Regions from separate parts of the Mus musculus genome. Here all the other regions are linked to region 3. Evidence: chromatin contacts called from public Hi-C and Micro-C data. All regions are on one chromosome and are shown on one strand. Each heading gives the region's core, a stretch centred on a gene start, on an enhancer-like site or on the middle of the called end of the contact. The rest is flanking DNA. Distances are from core to core; before and after follow the strand shown.

Evidence for each region. Hi-C and Micro-C count contacts between places; a contact is called where the count stands out from the background.
Region 1: a Hi-C map of liver shows a contact between it and region 3, with 2.9 times the contacts expected there. The contact joins two enhancer-like sites. A contact is called at or near these places in 45 of 484 Hi-C or Micro-C datasets (B cells, the BV-2 cell line, CD8 T cells and 26 more), 6 of 115 datasets of contacts at active chromatin or transcription factors (bone marrow-derived dendritic cells, cardiomyocytes, embryonic fibroblasts and 3 more) and 1 of 9 other capture datasets (embryonic stem cells).
Region 2: a Hi-C map of liver shows a contact between it and region 3, with 2.5 times the contacts expected there. The contact joins two enhancer-like sites. A contact is called at or near these places in 4 of 39 promoter capture datasets (the C10 cell line, embryonic stem cells, hippocampal neurons and 1 more), 5 of 15 datasets of contacts at CTCF or cohesin (embryonic stem cells, large pre-B cells, pro-B cells and 1 more), 120 of 484 Hi-C or Micro-C datasets (the 4T1 cell line, B cells, the BV-2 cell line and 55 more), 13 of 115 datasets of contacts at active chromatin or transcription factors (CD4 single positive thymocytes, CD8 T cells, T-cell acute lymphoblastic leukemia and 2 more) and 2 of 9 other capture datasets (adipose tissue and embryonic stem cells).
Region 4: a Micro-C map of trophoblast stem cells shows a contact between it and region 3, with 3 times the contacts expected there. The contact joins the promoter of Cdkl4 here to the enhancer-like site in region 3. A contact is called at or near these places in 2 of 39 promoter capture datasets (both in embryonic stem cells), 13 of 484 Hi-C or Micro-C datasets (embryonic fibroblasts, embryonic stem cells and trophoblast stem cells), 4 of 115 datasets of contacts at active chromatin or transcription factors (all in embryonic stem cells) and 2 of 9 other capture datasets (adipose tissue and macrophages).

What each region holds. Positions count from the first base shown.
Region 1 is chr17:80,682,664-80,685,363 of GRCm38.p6, forward strand. The region is part of intron 1 of Map4k3 (mitogen-activated protein kinase kinase kinase kinase 3); the gene reads right to left. Among named protein-coding and RNA genes, the nearest start is that of Map4k3, 44 kb to the right of the region's middle. Within about 2 kb of position 1,403, at least 34 of the 459 cell types and tissues checked have an H3K27ac peak or open chromatin away from gene starts, as enhancers often do. A contact at or near this core is called in liver and trophoblast stem cells, where this site is marked.
Region 2 is chr17:80,623,951-80,626,650 of GRCm38.p6, forward strand. It overlaps Map4k3 (mitogen-activated protein kinase kinase kinase kinase 3), which reads right to left. Exons shown (of 34, transcript NM_001290345.1): 16 at 106-164. Among named protein-coding and RNA genes, the nearest start is that of Cdkl4, 48 kb to the left of the region's middle. Within about 2 kb of position 1,326, at least 7 of the 459 cell types and tissues checked have an H3K27ac peak or open chromatin away from gene starts, as enhancers often do. A contact at or near this core is called in liver, where this site is marked.
Region 3 is chr17:80,825,008-80,827,707 of GRCm38.p6, forward strand. No RefSeq gene overlaps it. Among named protein-coding and RNA genes, the nearest start is that of Gm33596, 17 kb to the left of the region's middle. Within about 2 kb of position 1,309, at least 61 of the 459 cell types and tissues checked have an H3K27ac peak or open chromatin away from gene starts, as enhancers often do. A contact at or near this core is called in adipose tissue, liver and trophoblast stem cells, where this site is marked.
Region 4 is chr17:80,576,163-80,578,862 of GRCm38.p6, forward strand. Cdkl4 (cyclin-dependent kinase-like 4) reads right to left here and starts at 1,322. Exons shown (of 10, transcript NM_001360143.1): 1 at 1,170-1,322.

The sequences.
Region 1 (2,700 bases), core at 153-2,652, 140 kb before region 3:
AATGTGCTTGCTGAACAGGCAATAGGGTCTGAGTCTAAGTCCTCGGCAGCCACAGAAAAGCAGGGCACAGGTATCGAGTATGGCTACACATGCCTGTCATCCCAGCATCCGGATGATCTCTGCTCCAGAAAGTATGTTGGCAGTTGATAGGTGACACTGATGCCAACTTCTGACCTCAACACACACAAACATGCACAAACACACATTATACATATGCCACACACTACTTTTTTAGAGTCATCGTGGTGGCACAGACCTTTAATCCTAGCACTTCATTTGATGAGAGGGAGAGGCAGGTGTGTCGGTTGACACGAGTTCAAGGCTAGCCTGGTTTACAAAGTTAGTTCCAGGTCAGCCAAGGTTACAAAGTGAGACTCTGCCTTAATTTTTTTTTTAAATCCAAAAGATTCTTTTTGTGGTATCTGAGTGTGATTCCCACCCCACTGTAAGCCTAAGTTGTTTGAATACTTGGTCCCCAGTTGGCTGTCTGGGAAGGGTGACGAGGAATGACCTTGTTGGAGAATGTGTCATGGGTGGGGGAGGCTGAGGTTTCAAAGCCTCCGGTCATCTCCAGTGCCCTCAGTGCCTCCTGCTCACGGTCTCTCAGCTGTTTCTACCCCATGCCTTCGCTCCCTCCTCATGAACTCCAACGCTCTGGAAAAGCCAATCCAATAAACACTTTCTTCTCTAAGTTCCTTACATCACAGTGTTTTAACAAAGCAGTAGGAAAGTAACTAATATATTCCCTATAGAAAGTTAAAAATTTAAAAAATGCAGGGAAAACTCATTTAAAAATCTTATCTTTAGGGCTGAAGGAGATGGTGAAGCGGTTAAAAGCACCGGATGCTTTTCCAGCACCCTCATGACGGCTCTCCACCATTCCTATTCCAGGGGATTCAATGCCCTCTCCTGGCCCCCATGGGCACCAGGCACATACAACACAAACATAAGGCAAATATACATATAAAAAAGTTTTTAAAAATTCTTCAACTTATAATCTTCATCACTAACAAATACTCACGATGCCCATATGGAGACAATGGAAAACAGATCTGAGTACTTCTAGCCAAAGTTCCTTTCTTTTAAGTGTGACAAACCCCCCAACAGCACTGAGTAAATTCTGTTCCTTTCTCCAGGATGAGACATCACATAAACAATGAACCTGGAATGTCACTGTGGAGCATCTGCAAACAGGGACATGGTGACCTGGGGGAAACACTGGGCATCGAAAATAAAACCGGATGCTACTTCCTGACTCAGTGAATCTCTAATCAGACCTGTTCAAAAGTCTCACTTGTTTACTGAAAAGAGGTATGGTGACTCCACTGTGTGACATCACAACGTGAAGCTGATTGATCAGAGCTGAAAATTTGTTCCCAGAGGCCACAGGAGGGCACACTCTTCATGGACAAAGTCACAAATGTCCTTTCAAAATGGCTGCTGCACTCAAAATACTTGGCTAAGAGCTGATTTACTCAGAGCTCTCATTAGCCATATTCAGCTGAGAAATCATGACAGTAAACTCCTAGTGAGCAGGTGAAATAAGCCACTAGTCACTATGCTTTCAGAGGGTCTGTCACTACTCTTTGACTTATTAATTCAAAAGGTCTGTCAAAAACTTGCTATAAGGTATCAGTTCCAAACCCCAGTCTCTCTGGGATGAATAATTAACTTCTGGTGCTCTCTTTCCAGTGGCCGGAGCCAGGCGGCTTAAGAGCTCCCCCTCCTCCTGCTTTCTGCAGTGCAACTCAGTGTATCTTACTTGGTAATACTCTGTGAGGGCGGGGTAGAGGTCCAAAGGAAGTCAGGGGACTTCTATTTCAGAGCCTTTTCTCATCAGAAACCATGGAGTTTTGAATGCATTATGATTGTGTGGCACACTGGTAGCTGCAGACATGGGATTTTAGTAACTAAGATGCCGAGGCAGTACGAGAGTGCAATGCCAATCAAGACTATGTAGCAAAACCCTATCTTTAAAAAAAAAAATCACTTATTTCAGGATTAAGTCAATAATATCTCAAATATTTATTCTGGATTTATCAGTTTTGATTCAGCTCAAGCAATTTAGTTTTCAAATGAGCAAGGCTAACATTCCAAGATATTAGCATGTATGAACTTTAAAAAAAAAAAACCAAAGTCAGTATTGCAATAGAATTTTCATACTTCTTAAAAGCAGACACTGAAGTGGCCTGCCATGAGCATTACACCTTGCTGTTTGTTGACAGCCCTCAGAGGACTCCACAGCAGTTTCCCTTTCACTGAGGACCTCACTGCGGCCACTTCATAGATTAGTTAGTGGAGCACCATCACTGCTGAATTTTAGAATATTTCACCACAGCACCAAAACAAAAGCAAGCCCCTAAGCCCACAGCGATCATTCCCACTCTCCCGTCCCTGGGGTCTTGAGTAGTATGGATGTTTCACTAAATGGAACTGAGCAACACGGGGTCACTGGTTAGTGCTCCTGCTACTCAGAATGTTCTTATTCACAAATACTATCACGTTGCAGAGAAATACAGTCGGGCTTTCTACTCATCGCTGAAGGATACAGAAGGAGGTAGTTAATCCTCAGTGTCAACTCAACTGGCCTAGGGTCCCTGAGGAAACACGTTTCTGGGCATATCTGTGCTTGCAGAGATTATAAGTGAGGAAGAAGACCACCGGCGACTGTAGCCGGCATCATCCCATGGGCTGAGGCCC
Region 2 (2,700 bases), core at 76-2,575, 200 kb before region 3:
CGACATATACTGGCTCAATAAAATTTACTACCTTAAATATTAAATATAAAATATAATATTGAAGACAATTACTTAGAATTTAAGTTTCAAAAGAACTTTACTTACTTGTTGCCACCTAAGAAGCAATGGCTTTGGTGTCCTTGTCCGTACTCTAGTTGCAGATCCTAGCGGCAGGAAGCAGAAGACTTAGCACAGCAGGCCGCAATCACTATACGCTAATATACATTATCTTTTTAAAAAGAAAATCCCCAAGCCCCAAATAAATCTGTATTGCTCTATACTCTTAAAAGGAAGACAAGGTGGCATTTCCAACAATATAAGATATGATATCTTGATTATTTGAATATTTTTCTGGGAATTTTTCCAAAAGACATCTAAAAGTTTTATTTATGGCTGTTGCTATCTATTGTAATTAGTATTTGTAAAAATTAGCTTGTAGAAAGAAAAAGGCTCAAATAAAGCATTGTCAAGCTACAATGAAGCAAAACAAACAAACAAACAAACAAACAGAATAATCAACAAAACCCATCTTGGCTTGACTTGTGTGTGGCATCTAGAATGGCCGTGTGTATATATACACATTCACATATTTCTATTGCTTCTTCATGCAAGTGATTAATTAATGTTTTAAAGACATAAAGCTGGGCACTACTGCAGAAGTGAGGTATGCAGTGAACTAGTACAAGCCCAGACACTGCACTAAAGGAGGTTTTAGGAAGACCTTTAAGGTTAAAACAGTGAAGTTTAAATGAATATTGAGAATTCCTTGCCTACAAAAACATTTTGACTGAATAGTGCACACTGGAGAGAGCTAAGAATTAAAATTCAGAAGAATGAGCAATATACAGGCTCTACTCAAACACCTTCTTGAGGAAAATGTACTATCCACCAACCATGTAAGAACCAAGCTGCCTTTCCCCTCTTTTAAAGAAGCCGCTGTACTCCAATGACCACTAAAAGGATCTTCTATGAAAACGCAGCAGGCAGGGCTCACAGAGGAAGAACCTTGGAAGAACCTCCCAGAGTCAGAGACAGCTCTTATGTTGCCACAGTTACCCAGATCTTCTGTAGCATGCACTCTGAATTTTAATCTGCCTACAAGTCTCTTAAAACAGCCAGGCCATGAACTCCTTAGACACAAAAAAGGCAAATCTGTAACCCAGCACCTGACACACAGACTGTGCTCTGAGTGACAATCACAGATGTCACCTGTGTCACTTCCTGGAAACAGAGAAATACTTTCCCAGTGTACAGATATGCAGGACCACAGACATCTCAAGTCTGGAATCTGTTAAGTCTAGTATTACACAATTCCACACAACACACTGTACTTTGAAACTTCAAGGCCTTTCCAAAAACATATCAGTGAAAATGAAAAGACTGATGTGTACAAGGCTCAAACTTTGTCCCTTTCAATGTTTAGGCTCAGACGTGCATACAGTAACTGTTCTTACTAGTGACAGCAAGGATAACACATCATAAGTGGAAAAGATTAGTTGATCGTCATAGTGGTATCAAATGGAATTCTAGAGGAAAAGGACTGTCCCCTTTAAGTTGTGACATATTCTAATAGGACCACAGTACCACGTGACAAGCTTGCAAAAATTGCATCACTTTGACTTTTAGTGGTCACGACTTTAAACTTTATGCACTAGAATTCAGCCAATAGTGTACTCTTCTCTATGGGCACTTCTAGGTTTAAACTTGTCTTCAGGGACAGATAACCAAGCAGAGAGGTGGTGGCTTCAGTCAGTACAATCTAATAAACTTTTACTAAACAACAGCTTCACAAGTATGCATGTGTGCAGAGGGATATGGCTTCTGTTGATGTACAGGAATGGCCACTTAGCTGAGAGATGACAATCGAGAGCAGGTGACAGTAATAACCAGAAAATGAAAATCTATCAAGCCCAGGAATTAAAATAACTAAAGGGATAATGTAATAAAAAAACCAAGCATAGACGTATGTGCACTCAGGCCAATGCAGTATGTAAATTGTGGAGTATGTAATCACCAAGTCTGATGAGCAGTCCAGCAAGCAAAGCTAAAACACAAAGGCTACCATGGTGGCAAGGGAGGAGAAATAATGCTTAAAGGTTGTCTTCTGACCTCCACCCTCAACACGGTATTCCCCTCCCCCCACATCATGCACTACAAAGTTTAAGATAGTATTTAGAAGCCATTCTACATTAGAAAAATGCTACCAAGATTATGTTCAGAAAGCACTCAACATAACCAAGATGACGGCATCCTCTGGCTCTTAGACAAATTAATCAGAATGCACTTGAACATGCAAACATCAAAAAATTTAGCAGCATTAAACAATTAATAAATGATAATGTTTAATTATACCACAATGCTAAAGCAGGAACAATGTACTGAAAACATACAGTAAGCTCAGAAAGGTTCAACTTGGGACTCAAAGAACAATCCAAGAAAGCCACCCAAGGGTATAAGCAACTTTATGGTGAAACGTTCTGATCTCACAGGGTTCTTTCACTGAGGGGCAGGGGAGAGTATTCTAAATCTAGGGTGACAATTCTAAGAAAATGGTAAGATCTAAGAAAGAACAAAGAGCTCACTGTGAAACACTGGAAAGGAAGGACATTACATACTCAACAAGTATGTAGTTTCTTTATGTTTTGTCACTTTGGAAGACTGCAGTCTATCTATACCAGATGAGAAAACAGCAGGAAGTCA
Region 3 (2,700 bases), core at 59-2,558:
GGCGCTGCTCTACCCTAAGGAAGAGTTCCATGTGGAGGCCTTGGGCTTGAAAGCAGCTTGCGTTTCTGAGCCCAGACCTTGAGAAGTGCAACTGGGTTCCCAGTGCCAATGTGGAAAGAGCAGCTGCAAAGCAACGAATAGAGAGCAGAGAGAATCTCCTAGGAGGAGAAGGGTGTGGCCCTTAAACACATTTTAGGATTACAGATAAGATTTCTATATCTGGGACTCAGGATGCTGACCCCAGAGCGCTACCGTGATGGGTCCCCTTGCTAATGGAGCTGCAGTTGTAATTGGAGCAACAGGCGCAGGCTGGCAAGGATGCTCTTTGTACTCTGTTTCACTGGTAGGAGTCTACTGTTCTTTGCCCTTGCTGGGTGAGTGGCCAGTGGGATTTAATGATGTGTCACACAGAGTTGTGCCTCAACCCTGGGAAAAGCATTTCAAGAAAATGCTCATCGGCCTTCGGGATCCTTGGACCATTAATATTCTTAATAGTGACAATAAAAGCTGAAGGAACTCTGGTCTCAGCAAGGGTTTCTAGGAGCAGCACAGTAATGAGCCAGCACAGCCCTGCCTGGGTGGTAGGGCCTCCGGGCTCGTGATCCGCCCCTGGCTGGCTGGCTCTCCTTGGTTTTTCCATTTTACCCCACTTCCTGGGCTCTGGTGGAAAGTGCAGAGAACACTCTCTGTGACCTGATACGTACGTCTTGTCAAACAACGATGTGGGAGTGCAGACGGCAGCCAGAGTTGGAAGAGAAGAAGAGAAGAGAAGGCATGTGTGTGTGTGTGTGTGTGTGTGTGTTACATTTCGCCAACAGAAATTACTTCATAACAAGCAGTGACAGAATGTCTGCCCGTGGAGCTCTGCAGAGAGAAGGAAAATTTATTTGGCGTTTGGTTTTTATTTTTTTATTTTTTTCAGCGAGCACAGGCCATTTGAAAGGAGTTGAGAGAAAGAAGAAAAGGAAAGAAATTTAAAGTGCCAAGAATAATCTATGTAGCACTCCCTCCCTCTTCCTGTTCATGTGAAAAGATCTTTCTATTGGGGTAACTCACACCAACCACATCTGGTTTTTCTCCCTGCCTTTTCTGGGCTTCCTGCCCCACCCCCACTCCTGCTTCCCACCCGAGCAATTGTCTAAAGCCCTAGGCAAACCCCAGTACATTGTTGGCCCCCAGAGGCCTCGAGACAATGTACGGTCTCTTTCCCACTCTACATGTGTCTCCCCCCGCCCCCACTTAAGACTGGCTGTCTGACCTTTGTATCTGCCTTATCTCGGCGACCTTGTGAAACATTTGCATCTAAGAATAACCTAGCATGTTATAAACAAATAGACCCAACTCCTGGGAAAGCCTCCCGGGAAGGTCCTTCCTCATTCCTGCCAGGAAACCCAAGCTGGGATGGGAGTCGGCAATAGAACGTGATTTTAGGGTCCCTGGCTGCGTTCAATTTCCCCTCCTGGAGCTTTTCGCTAGAATCTGGCTTCCCTTGACATTTCTCTCAATTTTCAAGGACACCTGGGCCATGGCCAGATATGGGCACCTTGGTTAGGTCACCTGGGCCATGGCCAGAGATGGGCACCCTGATGAGGTCTGGAAGCACAGCAGAGAGTGTGGGTACCCCCTCCAGTCCTGGAGAGCAGAGTTTCTGGGTGGGGTAGGAGAACTATGAATCCCGAGGGATTTGAGGGCACAGTTTTTGTTTTAATTTTAATTTTTTTTTATCTACAACTCTAGCTTCTGTGTTTCTCCTCTTCCTCTTCCTCCTCTGCCTTCTTCCTCTTCCCCTTCTTCCTTCTCTTCTTTGCTCCTTTCATCTTGGAGATCAGTTCTCAAAAGTTGGCCTTGAGCTTAATATGTAGCCAAGCATGCCCTTGAACTTCTGATCTTCCTATATCCTGCTGGGATTACAGGAATGTGCAACCATGAACAGGTTCCTGTAGTGCTGGGGATGGAGTCCAGGGTTTCGTGCTAGGCAAGCATTCTGCCACCAGAACTATGCTCCCAGCTCTTCCCCATTCTCCTTGGCATACGGTAATCTCCGACTCTGAAGCAGAGGCGACAGTAGGAAGAGTGTGCATGCTTATTTGCCTATGATTCTGCCCCCAAATTCAGGGCCGTGACCATTTCTATTCATCACCTTATTAAAGACGCATGTTTCTAGTGTTTTCTAGGGCTCATGCCCACTGCTAGGGAACTCTTTATGGATGGCTAACTTTCTAGAAGATTCAGTGGTGATATCTTTATTTCTGTCTTGAGTGGGTTTCGCACTTCCCATCTTGGCTCTGCATTTGTTGAATAGGGCCATGGGTTACGGGGGGCTCTCTCGCGACCTTGGAAGCGTCCTTTAGATTTTAATAGCTTTCTTGTTGTTTGTAAATTGAGTCTCTTTAAGATGATCTGAAACTGACTTGGTGAAAAAGGTTTGCAGCGTGTAGCCTTTTAAAAGCACGCTGAAGGGCTGGAGGGGTAGCTCAGTGGCGAAGATCGAAGATCAATTGCTGTGCTTCAGAGCATTCAATTCCCAGCACCCACGTGGTGACTCACAGCTGTCTGTAACTCTAGTTCCAGGAGGTCCAGTGCTGTCTTCTGTCTTCTGTGAGCGACGCAGACGCAGACGCAGACGCAGACGCAGACGCAGACGCAGACGCAGACGCAGACGCAGACACACACAGACACACACAGACACACACAGACACA
Region 4 (2,700 bases), core at 72-2,571, 250 kb before region 3:
GCAAAACCTGCAAGAATATGTTGATTATTATTACCACTGTGTTTGGGCAAGATTAAATGAATATAGCTGTGGGTTGAAAATATTTGCCATAGTTATCAGTCACCTTTAGCTTCAAGTGGTGTACCTTCTTAACTTCAGAATTTATAAGTATTTGACCCTGAGTTAATAGAGTTCTATCTACAAAGGCCAAGGACAAAAGCAGGCTGGGGGTCACCAGTGATTTTAAGACCCACAGACAGGGGCTGAGTTTAAGTGTAATAGCGGGATTTTAAAATTCCTTAGGGGTGGGTGGATATGGGGGACTTTTGGTATAGCATTGGAAATGTAAATGAGTTAAATACCTAATAAAAAATGGAAAAAAAAAATTCCTTAGAAAGTTGCTACGGAATTTCCTCACTATTAATGATTTACAAAATAAAGTACACAGGAGAAAAGAACACTCGGTTAGTTTTCAAGACTGTTTCACAAACTAAGTCCTGGGGGCTGAAGAAGTACAAGGAATACAAAGGCAAACAAAATCAAGACAGAGGGCGAGGAAGGGTGGACAAAGAACTCCCCTAACCTAAGAGGTCCCAGGAAACCAAAAACCAACCACCACCAATCCCTGGCTTTAGAAATGTGGAGGGGCAGAGACAGTTTCAGAGCCGGGAAGCTCACTGAGGATGCCACCCACAGTTTGTAGTTAACTGTTTCCAATAAAACCAAACATGCATTATGTTTAATAAACTTGATCGGAAAATGGATTCTACGGATCATTCAGACTTGTCTTTGCGAGTTACAATTTAAAAGCACACACCTGTGCACGAAGGTGTTCCCGTCAACGAAATCGATCTCGTTAGATTCTCACAAACTAAGCCCACCACGTCATTTACACAATCTATACAACTCATTTTCTTTATGTCCCCACGCTTCAGGCGTGTGACAAAAAGACCTGGAAGTTTGGCAAAAACTCACTTCATTTCCAAGCCTCTGAGCCTTCACTTTCCCCTGCGTCCAGGCCACAAGAGGTGTCTAGATGCACAGGTGCGTCCCTGTCCCTCTCTGGCACCCCCACGGCCCACGAGACCACGGGTGGCCCGTTCTTCCGCGGGTGCGCCCCCTCACCCCCGCCCTCCCGAGCCCCGCAGACCCTGCTCTCCGCCTTCCCCCGCCAGGGAACCTGCACTTACACGGCACAGCCTCCGGCGACGGTGACACAATGGTGTTCAGCTTCGGGGAGCCCCAGCCCGCGCAGTCTGCTGCCACCACAGAACTCCCGAGAGACCGAGCCTCTGCGGTGTCTCCAGGGCAACCAGGACGCGCAGGCTGCGCAGCTTCCACACAACTTGCTCGCTCTCTCTATTCGATTCGTTCCCTGGCAGGGTTACCTTCCATCCATCACCCATAGCTCTTACCTTATTCCTTGAGCTGTTTAGAGTCAGCCGTGGCTCATTAACGCCATTTTTGTAACTCAGCGAGACGCTGCTCCAGAGACCCTGGGCAGATTCAGAGTAGGGCGGGGGTGGGGGGGGTTGTCACCCAGTGGGGAAGAAAGCAAGGCAGATATCATTGAATGTGGCATCGAGACAAACATGTTAACAAACATGTTAATTTCAGTCGTTACCCACAGAATAAACTGAACTCCAAGGCGCGCGCATGCGCGCGCACGCACACACACGCGCGCACACACACACACACGTACCATATGCTATGTATGTATGTATGTATGTATGTATGTATGTATGTATTGTCTGATCTTCCCTTCTTAGTAGGTGTCTCCTTTCCTCCTGTACCTCACCTCCTCATTTCCTCAGGAATATGCTCAAGGATCACATTTTAAACGGAATGAAATCTGGAAGCACATTTACCTCACTCATTCAAGACCAGAATTCACATTTACCCATTTTTATATAATTTCTGCCTGTATGCTAGAAAACATTTCTCATCAGGTGCACCAGTAGTCCACTTTATGTACATACAAACATGTTGGCCTAATTCCATCTTTACTGGACTCTGTGTGTGTGTGTGTGTGTGTGGTGCGTGCTTCTCACCTTGAGACAGGGTCTTTGTCCTCTTTTGTGTATGACAGGGGGGCTGGCCTGTGACTTTTGGAAAGATTCTCCTGTCTCTCCATCTTGCCCCAAGAGCATTGGTGTTACAGATGGAGTCCATCCAGCTCACAGGGATTCTAGGGACTTAAACTCAAGTCTTTCCACTTGCATGGAGATCTCTATCCACTGTCTCCCCAGTCTGACAAGGTCTCTATGCAGTCCTGGTGGTTGTCCTTGAACTTGCTATGTACAAAAGGCTGGCCTCAAACTCAGGGATTTGCTAGCCTTTGCTTCCCAAGTGCTGGGATTAAAGATCACAAGGACTGGCTCCTCTCCACCTTTTGTGAGATAGGATCTCATGTTGCCTAGGCTGACCTGGGACTTGCTACGTAGCCAAGACTCTGAACTTGAGTCTCCTGTCTCCACAGTTGTGAATGCTCCCCATTCGCTCCCCATTTCTCCAAGCTACTCATCTACACAGAGACTCTTCACCGGCCCACTTTGGTTCTGTGCCAGGTCCTTGTCCACACACTCAAAGCTCTACTGCATTTAACATCACCGTTCCTTGAACATGCGGCATTTTTGCATTTCAACTATAGCATCACCCGTCAGCCCATCCCTGCATATCAAGTTCCTTTTCTTCTACCAAGGATGTCTACAGCTGTCTATA